Regions from separate parts of the Zea mays genome. Here region 2 is linked to region 1. Evidence: chromatin contacts called from public Hi-C data. All regions are on one chromosome and are shown on one strand. The core of a region is the stretch at or near the end of the contact, and the rest is flanking DNA. Distances in the headings are between cores, read along the strand shown.

What was found. Hi-C and Micro-C count contacts between places; a contact is called where the count stands out from the background.
Region 2: a Hi-C map of ear shows a contact between it and region 1, with 4 times the contacts expected there. The contact joins two enhancer-like sites. A contact is called at or near these places in 3 of 25 Hi-C or Micro-C datasets (ear, leaf and tassel).

Annotation. Positions count from the first base shown.
Region 1 is chr2:59,702,784-59,706,254 of Zm-B73-REFERENCE-NAM-5.0, reverse strand. No RefSeq gene overlaps it. Among protein-coding and RNA genes, the nearest start is that of LOC100273767, 8.1 kb to the right of the region's middle. Within about 2 kb of position 1,899, at least 17 of the 20 cell types and tissues checked have an H3K27ac peak or open chromatin away from gene starts, as enhancers often do. A contact at or near this core is called in ear and tassel, where this site is marked.
Region 2 is chr2:59,885,983-59,889,453 of Zm-B73-REFERENCE-NAM-5.0, reverse strand. No RefSeq gene overlaps it. Among protein-coding and RNA genes, the nearest start is that of LOC100275911, 40 kb to the left of the region's middle. Within about 2 kb of position 1,618, at least 3 of the 20 cell types and tissues checked have an H3K27ac peak or open chromatin away from gene starts, as enhancers often do. A contact at or near this core is called in ear and tassel, where this site is marked.

The DNA.
Region 1 (3,471 bases), core at 650-3,149:
GACAGACGAATAGTGCCTACAGGGCTGCGAAAAATACGCGACTCAACGATGGCGGTTTGACTCAATGGGAGCTGTCCGATTAAACGAGAGTGCTACATAGCAATCACATGACGCAGCCAAGTTCGTATGACATAAATACAACGTCGTGTTGCCAGGGTGCAGCCAATGTTTAGTCAATGCCAAAACTTATCCGATTAATAATTTAGTTTGATCGGCATATCCGGATACCCACTATACAATTTAATCGCTCGACGTGAGTCCGAAAGTTCAACACAACACAAAAATTTAGAGCGGTTTAAGTATACACAATATATACTCCACGTGCATTTTAATAATTTCCTACTGTTTACTTCAGAAAATAAAGCAGAAAAAAATAAATACCAATATTAATGTATAATCATAACACATCGGATGTAGAAATATTTTTTGTCAATATTTAAGCATGCATTTTTTCTATTAGTTATTTATAACAGAAAATAATTAATTAAGGTAGAAGCCATAACATAAAAATGCTTTATTCTATTTGTTATTTTCAACAGAAAATAAATAGAATATATATGATATGTATTCATATAAAATATGGGAAACCACATAAAATGGAACTTATTTTGCTTTTATTTATTTCAACCAATCGTTCCGTCTTAGCAGTGTAGTAAATGGATCCATGGGACCACTTCTTGCGTGCCGTAATAGTAGGTAGTCAAATACGATCATGCAGGAGGGGTGTGCGAGGAGATAAGAGCATCTCCAACAATGCCTCAAACTAGTGCCTTAAATTGAAATATGGGGCTCTACACAGGAAAAACTACTCCAACAGTGCCCTATTTCATAAATTTTTTTCAAAAAACTATAGAGCACCCTATCAAGTGACTCAAATATACTACACCGTAGTGGGCTGCCCTATAATCTAGATTTGGGGCTTTACTGTTGGAGCGAGGTGTTTTGTTGGTGCCCTAAATTATATAAAATATACTTATTTTCAAATTATAGGGCATTTTTATAGGTCACGTTGTTGGAGATGCTCTAAGGCACTGGGCACATTAGGTGCGTGCATGCGAGCCGCATGCGGAAGCACGTTGCATGCAAGACTCTGTCTCCACTGCAGGGCAGCTGCGCCAGGCGCCGCGGAACGGTGGCTGTTGTACGCGCGGGCGAGCTCTGTGCGCAGGGACGGTCAACACCGCCACTAGTTTTCTTGCCGGAGTTTAGGCGCAGTGCACCACGACAGTGATGGCAAGTTCATCGCACACAAATCGTAGCCCGTGCACAGCAGCAGATCAAGAACAGTAAACATACCGTTCGATTGCGTAGAGGGAAAATCGAAGCCTGTCGCGTAGGACAGTTCGGCTAGGCCGGAGACCTACCGGATTGACGAAGAGTTGATGCAGATCTGATCTAGCAGCAACGTCGAGGTAGAGTATGCTGATAACGTGTTAAGAACTACGTTACACGGATCACCAGATCCGCTCCCTTCCCTCCCGTCAGCAGTAGAGGCGCAAGAATCTGTAGAGAACCCGTCTCCCTTCCAATAAGCACGACAGAGGAAACACACGAGACACAGGATATAGGGTTGAGCCTGTAGTTTCTTTCTGATCTCTATCATATGAATGGGTGTACAGGTTCCTTATATAAAGATGTGAGACCCCTTAGGAACAAAGTCGGTATTTACCTACATAACTCTAATTAGGGTTACTTAACAATTGCATCCCTAAATTTTTACTATACGAACTCTTTCAGTGTGCAGTGCGGCTTTTTGTTTTATCTTCTTCTGCTGCCTACAAGGCTACAATTATAAAATCCTACCAAAACCAGGGGCAGATTTGGGCCCCGGACCGAGCGGCTGCAGCCCGGGGCGAGCCCATGTAGATGTGTATCCTCCCGGTCTTGAAGGCTCAGCCCAACCTGGCCAGGTGCACCGCGCACAAAAAACACCTCGCAAGGGCACGGCCCGCCCCAATGCATCCTCAACCTCGCACCTCTCTGTTTCAGCGTTCTCGTCCACCGACCACCGCCACCCACGCTTGCTTTGCTTGCTCGGCCATCGGGCGCTCCATCTCACTAGCGATCTGTCTGGGACTTGCCAATGCCCCATCGCCCATCGGACGCTGCAGTGGCGCTGCATCTTGGTAACTAGTAGCGAGGATCCAAGCTGGCGGGATCCCAGTTGGCAGCAGCAGAAGAGAGGAGACTTTTGGCCGTCTCCAATGGCTAGTTATTTCACTAGCTAGATTCACTCTATTTTCTATGTGGATAGAAAATATATAAAAAACGAGAATAGATATCGATGAGTAAATAGATAGAAAATTTCATGTATTCCAAAAAAACTGAGTGTATTATATGTGGGAACTAAATACTAGTGGTATGATAAATTACTATTTTATTTTTTTTCTCTTAGCTTCACATCAACTAGCTATTTGAAATAGACGCTCTTAGGACGTTTGTAATGGTCCTAGCTAGCTAGTAGCTAGGAAACCTCCATATCATTTATATAGCTTAGGGGGTGTTTGGTTAGAAAGACTAAAGATTAGTCTCTAGTTTTTAGTCTCATTTAGTTCCTTTTTTGCCAAACACTAGAACTAAAATATGGACTAAAATGATTTAGTCTTTAGTCCTTCACATATGTGCTAAAATGGACTAAATCATATTAATTCCACATTTACCCCTCATTTAGTTCAATTGTACTAATAGCAGGAGAATGTTAAATGTCATTTTAGTCTTCTTATAAGTCATTTAGTATATTCTTACTATTTTTAGCCCCTAAAACCAAACATGTTAGGGACTAAACTTTAGTCCCTCTAACTAAACTTTAGTCCCTACACTAAAGAAACCAAACATGACCTTATACTAATAGATAATGATATACTATGCTATCTATTTAGCTAGCTTTTTGTGTTTCTCATATCTGAAAGTACACCGGAAACATGATGGTATAGAGTGCATCATCTTTGTGGTCTTTTTGTGTGGAGGTTGGCTATATATACAGCACAGGAAATAATATTTCAATTTGTGCAAATAAAAATGAGAACGAAAATAGCTTACGATATTCTCAAAGGATAGTGACGATGATTATCAGTGGCTTCCGGCTGCTACTGATTTGGGGCTAAACTCGATTTAGCTAGGAGTAATGTAGGGTACAGACTTGGGTCTAAACTCGATTTAGCTAGGAGACGCCCTAGGCCTGCTCGACCCCAGCCCCTACCATGCAGTCCATGCTGCAGGCGGTAGGCTTGAGGGGAAAATTTTGCTGGCTGGAAGAGAAGCACCACTGCAGGCTGTCACGTGCCTATCCTACCAATTTTAAAGTAACACAACAACAAATCACGATTGACATGTTTTAAGATTGATGATCTGTTGCTGTAAAGTTAGTTGGTTAGACATGTGTCACCAAACGAACAGACCATATTTGTTTCCTGCTGTTCTCGTACGGTTGTATCGGCGGAGTCCCAAATCATCCTATGTTTAGTTGGCGTA
Region 2 (3,471 bases), core at 369-2,868, 180 kb before region 1:
AAAGCCAGACGGTCCGGGTAGAAGCTCGGACGGTCTGACTGCGTCCAGGGTCGCTGATCTGTCAAGCAGGGACGGCAGTGGTCCTAGGGCGGCCTCGGATTGTCTGGCAGAGCAAGCCGGACGGTCCGCATATGGACCGAACGGTCTGTGCAGAAGCTCGGACGATCCGACCGTGTTCAGGAGCGCCGATCTACCAAGTAGGGACGACGATGATTGTATTTGCCCTGAATATGAGTTCATCGACATACCATATAAAGGCTGGGGTTGCGAATCCCCATTTGTTGCTGATGCATCAGACATAAATACCCTATTACTAGTTTCGTATGATGGAAAACTAGGAGCAACAGACTTTTCCAACGTATGCGTTAATTTTCTAATTGAGTCTTCTAACCCTCCAATATGTTGTTTCATTTGATTTTGATGATGATCTACATACTGTTTAATAGATTGGATGTCGTCGGGTTTACTTACGTTGGGGACTTAAGCGAAGATAGAAGAGATGCGACGTCGGTCTCTCCATGTTTGACAACTTTCTGGTGGCGATCCACCGTGTATTGTGAAAAGAATTTCTCCTTCGCTTGACGCATGTAGTCCGCATATTGCTGTTGCTCATCGGCCATTAGACTTTCAACACCTGTCCCCAGCGGAGTCGCCAAAAGTGCGTTGACACCTTTTCGGGCGCCAATCACTGCATTGAGAACCGGCGGCGGTGCCCTCTGCACAGGCGCGAATGGTCCACGACCTGACGCAGGACTCGAGTTCCTTGCCTGACGTGCCGGACGGTCCGCACCTACAGGCTGGACGGTCCGCACGTACGCAGGGGCGACGAAGGTCGTCGTCGGCGCCTAGATCTCACTCCCGGGAGGGATCCCGTCGGGGAGGAGAGATCCTAGGTGTTGTCTAGACTCGGTAGGCCGACCTAGACTCCTTTGATCGACGTAGAGTCGAGGAGAAGCGGAGAATTTGGGATTGGAAGACTAAACTAGAACTACTCCTAAATGCATAAGTTAAACAAGAAATAGACTTGATTTGATCGATTGTTGGGGGGTTCAATCAGCTGTAGCCCTTCATCTATATAAAGGTGAGGTCTGGATCTGCTACAAACTGTTTCCCTAGCTAATCCCGCGGTTTTAGGTAACAAATCCCACGAGAAACTAGGAACCATAACTGACTCAGCGCACGCACGGACCATCCGTGCCACCATTAGAATCAACCCGCACTCATATAATCTCTTCTCTACTACTATAATAGTAGAGTTTATGTAAAAAATAAGTTGAAATTATGTACCAACGAGTGTTTGAATCTTGGTTGTTGGCTCTACATTCACACGCACCTAATCAATACAAAACATATATTTTATGCTTTATTAATATATATATATATATATATATATATATATATATATATATATATATATATATATATATATATATATATATATATATATATATAAAACTGTAGTAATGTATGGACACATGACTAGTATATATGTGTGATCCCATGCTCAACTGTTACTTGTAAACCACTAAAACAGTAAAACCTACAAGACATTGCACAGATGGCATTGCGTACTGAAGGTAAGTTACCGGCACCTGCAAGGCTGCAATGGGGCGATTTGCTTTGGGCCTTGGGCCTATTTTGTTTGTCTAGGAATGCACCCCACAATCGTTTTAGCTAACTGAACCTCATACAAATTAGACAAGTAGTTCGACCACGAATCGTTCTAGGCTACGGTTCTCTGGAATCGTTTTATGATTGCGAATTACAAAAACCCAATCACCCGATTTGCATTGTTTGTAGTAGCTTTAAAAGCACCATCCATTTCCAATCTTCCAAGCTGTGGAGTGTGGAGGGCTTCAATACTTTATTATAGTACTTGGAACCTTCACTTTACCGTCGGGCACCAAAGCTTCAGTTTTGACAGCCATATGCTTCACCCTGTACATTGCTTGGTCACAAGTTCTAACGATTTCGCCAGCATCCGCTTTAGTTCTCATATCCCACCAACATCACAGAAGTAAGGCAACTAGAAGTTTAGTTATTTGATTCTCCGTAGACATAACCAGTGACGGAGCGGAGAGACTAAATTAAACCGTTACATCAATATAATCTTACTAAACCACACACAATAGATATATATAATAGTTTGAAGTAATATTATATTAAAACATTGATTTAGTATTATATTAGAAAATCGATGAACGATATAAATCGTAAAATATATAATAACAATATAGTATCTACCTTCTAAATTTTAGTTAGAGTTAGTAGGGCTCTATAGACTTGGAAGCGGTAGCCATCGCTAGAATTCATGCCTTGACATAAGGGACATGATCATATCCTTGGGGTTGTCAAAATAAAAGAGCTCTCTAACGGTGTCTCACAAATTTAGATTTTAGAAAACAATGAGCACCATCCTCATCCAGTAGGCAGCAAACTGGGCACCTTGTTTGTATCTACATCCATTGCCAAATAAACTATTTGACTTTGAGGGTGCAGTGCATATCCCAAATTTCTTTTCATATAAAGGTACGTGGTAGAGAATTCTTAGATGATGATTCACCTGCTTGCCTTGGACTTTGACATTCTTATAAATCATTCAGAACATGAGTAACCATTTTGATAGAAAAAACGATACTCACTCCGTTATAATTTATAATTCGTTTGTCTTTTTTTTTCAAGTTTGATGTTAAAAACTTTTTTTTGCGAAAAAGTGAAAAATTTAAAGCCACACTTAAAATATATTATATGCTAAATAATATCATAATAACAATTAATAATAATTATAGAGTTTTTTAATAAGACAAGTCAGTTAAATTTGGCGTATAAAGTCAAATAAATTATAAATTAGAACGAATAGAGTACTTTTTATCTAAATGCCATGCAACTAGCAGTTCGCGTCGGGACGCCTAATGTGTTTTATTTTTCACATCTATTTTCCTGAAAATTCCTTGGATTACGTCTTTATCCCACCCTCCAGATATAGGGTCAATAAGATCAGCTAGTCCATTTGAACCTCGGGGAGTAATTGGTCTTCGGAACGTTCCATGGGTCCATGCCTTGTTCATTCATTTGTTCTGCGTAGAATGGGTCATCTCATACGCAAGCAGGATGTTGTCTCAGATAAGTCTGTAAGTCTACCTGGTACAAAAGCAATTTGGTTTAACGAAACGATTTCAGGCAATTCGACAGAACCTTTGAAGCAATTTTATAGATCACATTGCAAAGGTTCATGGGTCGCAGGTCCTTTATCCTTTCCGGAGTAGGTACTTTAGGTATTAGAACTACCAGTCTGATTCCATCAGTGACATTCCTCGACCCAGCAAGAAATTCCTGACTTCATGAACAATACCATTGCCCACAACATCCCAATATTGCCTGTAAAGAAGTGCCGGCATGCCATCGGAACCAGTGCCTTAAGATCACCAATACAATTGAGTGCTTCCTTAATTTCTTCATCAAGATAGCCCT